Linked DNA regions of Mus musculus: region 2 is linked to region 1. A link is a contact called in public Hi-C data. All regions are on one chromosome and are shown on one strand. The core of a region is the stretch at or near the end of the contact, and the rest is flanking DNA. Distances in the headings are between cores, read along the strand shown.

Region 1 (3,535 bases), core at 368-2,867:
GCAATTGTCTTGAGAGATGTTTATCTCTCACTGAGAGTTTATCTGTCACTCAGAGTAAAGGAGACCAGCTGGTCTTTGGATGAATCTTGAGAGATCAAATGATGGATGTTTTCAAACAGGTTGTTAGTGTATAGCCTTGAAGGAATGGAGTAGGCTTGTCCAAATCAGCAAACATTCAGGGCTCCTACTCTTTGCAACCAGCCGTGATAGGCAATGTAGACAACCCAGATGCATGACTGAGAAAACCTGCTCTCGTTAATTTGTTCTACAGAAACAGCATCATAAAAATGAATCATAAAATGCATCATAAAAAAGGTAGGGGCAGCTGACTTTCAAAATTTACAAAAAAGGAGAAAAAACAAAACAACAACAACAAAAAACAAGGACTAGATCCATGATCCCCAACAGTTTTGTGCCCAACATTGTGGTAGCATTTTACACGAGCTATTTAGTTTCCTCAACAACCAACAATCCACTTAGTGCTTATGGAATTACAGGATGATGCTTCACTTAATAAACTTTCCCCATTGTACAGAACACGTATTCTATTTCTTGGATTACATTTGAGGAAGTGATTTGCAAATCATTAAGTCAGCCTCTTTTTAAGGGCATTACATGGCATAAAGCTATGGTCCCCTTGGAAGTAGCAGGGTAGTTATAGAAAAATGCAAAGGAAAATAAAATAAGAAAAGTTAGCTACTAGTGACACAAGCAAAAACGCAAATAGTTAAGTGATGACTCATGGCATGTAACACTGGAAGTTTTCTGGAAATGATGCTTTCTAAGGGGAGACAGAAAAGTACACAAGAATGAATACATGTTCTGTCTGCATTCCTAATGATGATGCTGTTTGGTACATTATGAGAGATCATAAAATTACTATAAGAAATAGCTTAAATAATAAATGCCTGAGCATCTATTACTAGCTTAGCAAACTGAAAATTCAACAGGAGCATGGCCCCTCACGATGCTACTCCTAAATGGAAATAAGATTTGGAACAGTGTTAGTTTTTGACAGTTACATATGTACTTCAAAAAATAGGAACACACTTTCATTGATAAACTTTAGTACATTTCAATAAAATTGAATGATAAAATGCATATGTGTTTTGTGGTTGGCTTTTGGCTTATGCCTTTGGTCATGTGATACAGTCATTTTTTTTTTTTTTTGTCTAGTTGCATTGGAAGATATTTTATAAAGACATCACAGTTGATGTACAAATAAAAAAAGTTAATTGGGTAATTTCCAATTTTCTACTATTAAAATAAAAGCTACCACAAATGTTCTTATGCCTATGTTCTGGTATGCAAATTATTCTCTAGCTCATATTTCTCTAGGCTGAAACCTCTATAAGTTGGATGAGTCGATGTGGGGAAATCCTGATTCTATTTCTAATTTTAAAGAGATTTTTAATCATTCTTCATCAAGTATGACTTCATCTTTCACCTTTCTTTGTATCAAGTTTATTCTGTTGCTATGATAAAACATCTAGCCAAAACCAACAAGGAGACAGAAGGGTTTGTTTGAGTTACATTTCCAAATCACAGTCCATCACTATGGGAGGCCATGGCACAAAATCAAGTATTTCAGTTAGAGTTACTACTGTTGTGATGAAACAACTTGACCGATGCAACTTGGGGAGGAAAAGGTTTAGTTGGCTTAAGTTTCCACACTGCTCATCACTGAAGAAAGTCTGGACAAGAACTCAACCAAGGCATGAAACAGGAGGAAGAAACTAACGCTGAGGTCATGGAGCAGTGCTGCTTCCTGACTCGCTCCTCTTTTGGAACCCAGGATCAACAGCAGTTTAGGCATAGCACCACTGATAATGGGCTGGGCCTTCTCCTTTCAGTTAGTAACTAACAAAATGCCCTATATGCTTCCCTATGGGTAGATCTTAGGGAAGCATTTTCTCAACCGAGGTTCCCTCCTCTCAGATGAGTATAGGTAGTATCAAGTTGACAAAAAACCTATCCAACCCATTGAGGCAGGAAGCTGGAGGCTAGAACCATGGAAATGTTGCTTACTGGTTGGCTCTCTGGCCCATGTTCTGTTAGCTTTCTTATACAGCCCAGCTCCCTTGCCTAGGGATGGTGCCGCCCACATTAGGCTGGTTCCTCCTTCATCCATAATCAATCAAGACAAGCTCTCACAGACATGCCTGCAGGTCAATCTGACGGAAGAAATACTTCAGTTGAAGTTCTCTCTTCTTAAGTGACTCATCTAACCAGGACACCAGATTGCTATATTAAGAGAATTCCATTCCATTCCATTATTAAGAATTAACTTTTTCGAGACAGGGTTAAGAAGTCTTAAAATAAGGAATATTTGTAGAATTTTACTGAATGAGTGTTTGGTATCTATGGAGATGATATGTTTTTCCTTTTATGACGTTGTACAGTGACTTGTATTAGTTTCTTAATTCTGAACTTACTTTGTCTCCAGGGTTCACTCTAAATCTACAATGTCTAATTTTAAAATTTTCTTTTGGTGATGGTATATGTTTTTCATTAAAAACATTTCTTTCTTCATGTGTGCATCTGCACATATTTGTGTGGCTGTAGGCTCCCCTGGCCCAGGATGTGGTCCTATTCGTGAGAGCTGGAGTCACGAGCATGTCTGATACTTGGCTTGCTATATAGGTGCTGGGCACACACAGCAGCCCCCACAGCTGCACAGCAAGCCCTATGTGGTGAGTTATCTCTCCAGCATCAATTTGATTTTATTATACTATGTCAAATTTTGGACCCAAGATTGATACTGCTTTTATAGAATTAATTTGGGAATATCCTTTTGTCTTTTCTTGTCTAAGAGAACTGATATATTTTTGACATGAATAACTGGAAGAACTTTCATATACAACCATTCAGTTTAGTACTTTCCAGTGGGGAATAGTTTATCAACAGTTTTCTTTCTTCAATTCTTATGGGCTCATTTGGGTTTCCTTGATTTTCTTAAATTAGTTTTGATGATCTGTATATGGTTGTGTATTGTTTGTTCATCTAAAATTTCAAATTATTTGCATGGAGTAGTTTAAACAACTGCTTTTAAAATCTGATAACTTCTCATTCATATATAACTATAGACACTTTTATATCTTTTGTGTTATTTGTAAATTTCATCTCTTTTTGACATTTAGCCAATATGTTATTGTAACTGATCAACTTTTTGCCTTTTCTACTTTTGTGTACTTTTTAAATAAATGTTTATTATTCCCACTTATTACTTGTGAGATTAATATGCTGTTACTTTATAAAAGTGTCCACAGATGAGCAATTCATATATTTTTAAACATAAACATTAAAGGGTATAAATGTCTCCTTAAATATTACTTTAGCTTTATGTTTTATGCATTTTGTTAAATAGAATTTATACATAGTCAGTTCAGTCCCATTTTCATAAATATGAGGGTTTTTTGCACCCTAAGAATATTATGTTTTTATATGTTTGTAATTGTTTTCATAATGAATTTGTTTGTATTTTGCATGATATAATTGATTCTTTAAAATTTGGTGAACTTGCTTCATATTCTAG
Region 2 (3,482 bases), core at 942-3,441, 150 kb after region 1:
GTAAGAACAAGAGAATATATGTAATATGGCTTACTATCGTTTTTCCTGTTACTTCAAATTTGAAAGAATAATAAAAACTCTTTATAGAACATAATTGAGCAATTTGGTGCAGGGTCAAGAGGTGGGGGGTAATCTGCTGAAATCTCGGATGTTTGCAGTGAATCAGAGTTTTTAATGGATAAAAAGTTATTAAACAATGGCTGTCAGGCTTGACTGTCTGCCAAATGATGAATCATTGGCATAGCTGTATTTCCCAACTTGGAAATTTTGCAACTCATTAATAAACTGCAACTCTTACTAGGTGTTTGGTTAAAGCACACTTAAATAAAGAGTTTGCAAACATTTATTCTCTACAGACATCTTCCTACTGTATTCTGAGTCGGAATACAAGACCATTTTCCCTCTAAGATTGCAGTTTCCAAGGAAGGGCACTTTATTTTCAAGAATTGTAAAGAGAAAAATTACTATTAATTCATTGTTTCAACTCTGTCCAGTAGAAAATTATTATGTGTGAAGTAAAAGGAGAGGTTGAGAACAGTTACCTGCCAAACATGGGTTTGGGCTGGTAACTTAGTTGGCAAAATGCATGCCAAACACAGACAAAGCCCTTGGTTCTATTTGAAACACTACATCCATGTATGGTCCCAACATTGAGTAGCTGGAGGCAGGAAGATCAGAAGGTCAAGGACATTCCTGACTACATGGAATACATGGAACTCTTGTCTTAAGAAAATCATCATCATCATCAACAACAACAAATCTACAACATCTTAGTGACGTTTCAGTATTCACCTACCATTTTTAAGAAAGAAAGGAGTGGGGAATACCTTTATAGCTTTTCAGCATCAGTCTGAGAAATAGTCTACTTCATACCTAATCCATCTCAATTTAGCACACTTAGTATCTGACCTTTACTCTTACTCTGGAAGTCTTTGAATAGAATTCAACCAGCCCTTTCATTTTGAAATGTTAGGCTCAATATATATTCTATTACTAAAAGTAGCTTTATATTAAAGGGTGGGGTTCATGGTATAGATGAGGAAGACCACTGGAGACCCCTTAAATGGGGAGGTAATCCCTTCATATTTTCCATAAGCCTGCACTGCTAAGGTTAGGTTCTATCACCACAGAATGTCCCAGTGAATACTACGTACCTAAGGCCTAGCTAGCAGAGTGTTCTAGAGTTTGCAGGGACACTGACCAGGTCGATCACACTTCTGGAACAGAGAAGGACAGCAAGCTGATCAATTTAGAGTCCAGTGTGACTAAGGAGAAATTTCTTTTTAAAAGAATATTACTAGCGTCTCTCATCCCATCTCACGTAGCTGCACGAGTGGCGCTGTTCAGAGATGGTAGTTTTAAAAGGTGGGAACAGGAGCCTGATCGTAGGTCATTGTCATGTACCCTCAAGGTGACTGTGGAACCTCCGCCTTTGCCCAGCTTTGCTCTCTAGGTAAGTGATGCGTGGATGCTCTGTCCAGTGTTCCCCATCCTTTGGTCTACCCACAGAAGATCAAAGCAATGGGTCTGCCTACTTCTGTACTGAATCTTCAAAATGTGGGTCTAAACAAACCTTTTCTCTGCATATGTTAATTATCACTCTATAGAAAGCTATTGCAAAGCCAACTCTACCGTTAGTTGGTGTAACTGCTCCCCCTGGAGGAACTCAAGAGAACTGCAAACTACTCACCATCTAGTGTCCTGCCCACAAAGACTGAGGAGAAGTCTTTAGGACAAAGCAGGTAAATAATCCTTCGCAAATATTTCTTCCAAGGATAATTTCTCAAACAGATTGAGAACCACCACACAGCTCTGTATTTCAGATCTTTTATGTTTTAGTTTGTACCCTCCCAGAACAAGACAGATATAAAGATGCACACGGCCACCATGGCCATGCTTCCTTTTGCATTCGGATAATTTGAGGATAAACTACTTTAAAGGATAAAGATAACAAGATAATCCTTGAGTGTACATGTACATTATTAGGGATAATCAGTTACTTTATGTTATAAAAATAACAGAAAGGCAAAACCACTTTTTGACAAAAGGTTGTACTTAACTGGAAAAAAAAATTGACTAAAGGAGAATGTGTAGCTTCTGCTCTTTGTTCAAGATGAGCATACCAGGAAGGTGACTCTTGATGAGGTTTTGGTAGCATTACATTTCCTTCTAGCCTACGGCTTTTAGTAACCCATTCTAGGATAAACAGTCTCCATTCCTAAGTATGTTTTAAGGATGAGCTGTCCAATCTGCCCACACATGTGGAACAGCCAAGTCTCCTGGACACATTCCATGTGCAGAAGTGGCAGCTCTGACTCAAACTGTCTGCCTGTCCCGTGTGAGAGCGAAGAGAGGAAGAGAGGCCTTCCATGGCAGTTATGGTTCAATGTCATTCGTTCAGTGTGCCCCTTCCCTTCTCTCTGGATGGCTATTTTTTTTTCTTAGACATTCCCCACATCTCAGCAAAGCACAGACATCAGTGGACGGAGTTGTAAAAGGAAAAGGAGAAATCAGATTTTCTTTCTAGCAAATCAGGGAACCTGGGTTCACTAATTTAACAGCTCTACTGAAGTGGAAACAAAGACACAGTTACTCATCTTAACCAGTGCGATGACATTGAAAAGTGGGACGTAAAGAAAAACAGAAAACATTATAAGAATAGATTAGCATCCTGATTACTAACTACAGTAATTGTTACTATTAATTAAGCTAATAGATTAGGGAAAGAACTTTGACCAGACAATGCTTCCATCCCTACCGCCTCCCCCTCAACCCCTCCAAGTCAGGGAACATCACTCAAATTCTGGTACAGAATAATTAGTGACATTGCCCTTCTATTCAGTTGCCTCTAACAGGCCCTTGGGAGTCAGCTGGATTCAAAGAAACCTTTAAACGTGAACAGAATCAAATAGCCGAGACTGGGCTTCATCTAAAATAACATAGAGCTTGTTGAGCTAAATGGTACAGCTGCCAAAATTCCAGATTGTAGAGATTGTCCTAAGTGAAAATCAAACCATTTTCTGGCATACAGATTCATTTATTGAGGCTTGGCTAACCTGGCCAAGTGCTACTGAGGACAACCAACATATGATAGAATCAGAGGAGAACCTCTCAGCCAACAGGACCTTGCTTGACTTCTCCAGGCTTGCTTGCCCTCGCTGTAGCATCCATCTCAAATACGTACCATCGCCTCAAATACATACCATCTACATGCATTCGCAGAATCATCACTGAAGACTATTTGATTATGTAAAACTCCAATTTTATTTTAATGAGTTACCTACTGTGTTTGTATTTTGATTTTTTTCAGAACATTTGCATATTTAAAGAAGTGTTTAGAAATGTGGCCCATGATGTTTTTTGGGGGAAAAACTATGGATTAAGGAAAAAATGGAGCTCTGCAGAATGGGGTTAGTGAAGGAAACTACATTATGAGAGTCCTCCTAGTAACCACCCAGCTTCAGAACAGAGCTCCATTCTCG

What was found. Hi-C and Micro-C count contacts between places; a contact is called where the count stands out from the background.
Region 2: a contact with region 1 is called in a Hi-C map of adipose-derived mesenchymal stem cells, with 6 times the contacts expected there. The contact joins two enhancer-like sites. A contact is called at or near these places in 3 of 15 datasets of contacts at CTCF or cohesin (the NIH/3T3 cell line, large pre-B cells and pro-B cells), 24 of 484 Hi-C or Micro-C datasets (the AML12 cell line, the C2C12 cell line, adipose-derived mesenchymal stem cells and 14 more) and 3 of 115 datasets of contacts at active chromatin or transcription factors (embryonic fibroblasts, fibro-adipogenic progenitors and vascular smooth muscle cells).

What each region holds. Positions count from the first base shown.
Region 1 is chr15:53,541,499-53,545,033 of GRCm38.p6, forward strand. All of the region lies in intron 4 of Samd12 (sterile alpha motif domain containing 12), which reads right to left. Among named protein-coding and RNA genes, the nearest start is that of Gm23200, 70 kb to the right of the region's middle. Within about 2 kb of position 1,618, at least 22 of the 459 cell types and tissues checked have an H3K27ac peak or open chromatin away from gene starts, as enhancers often do. A contact at or near this core is called in the C2C12 cell line, the NIH/3T3 cell line, adipose-derived mesenchymal stem cells and 2 more, where this site is marked.
Region 2 is chr15:53,687,205-53,690,686 of GRCm38.p6, forward strand. All of the region lies in intron 3 of Samd12 (sterile alpha motif domain containing 12), which reads right to left. Among named protein-coding and RNA genes, the nearest start is that of Mir28c, 75 kb to the left of the region's middle. Within about 2 kb of position 2,192, at least 51 of the 459 cell types and tissues checked have an H3K27ac peak or open chromatin away from gene starts, as enhancers often do. A contact at or near this core is called in the C2C12 cell line, the NIH/3T3 cell line, adipose-derived mesenchymal stem cells and 2 more, where this site is marked.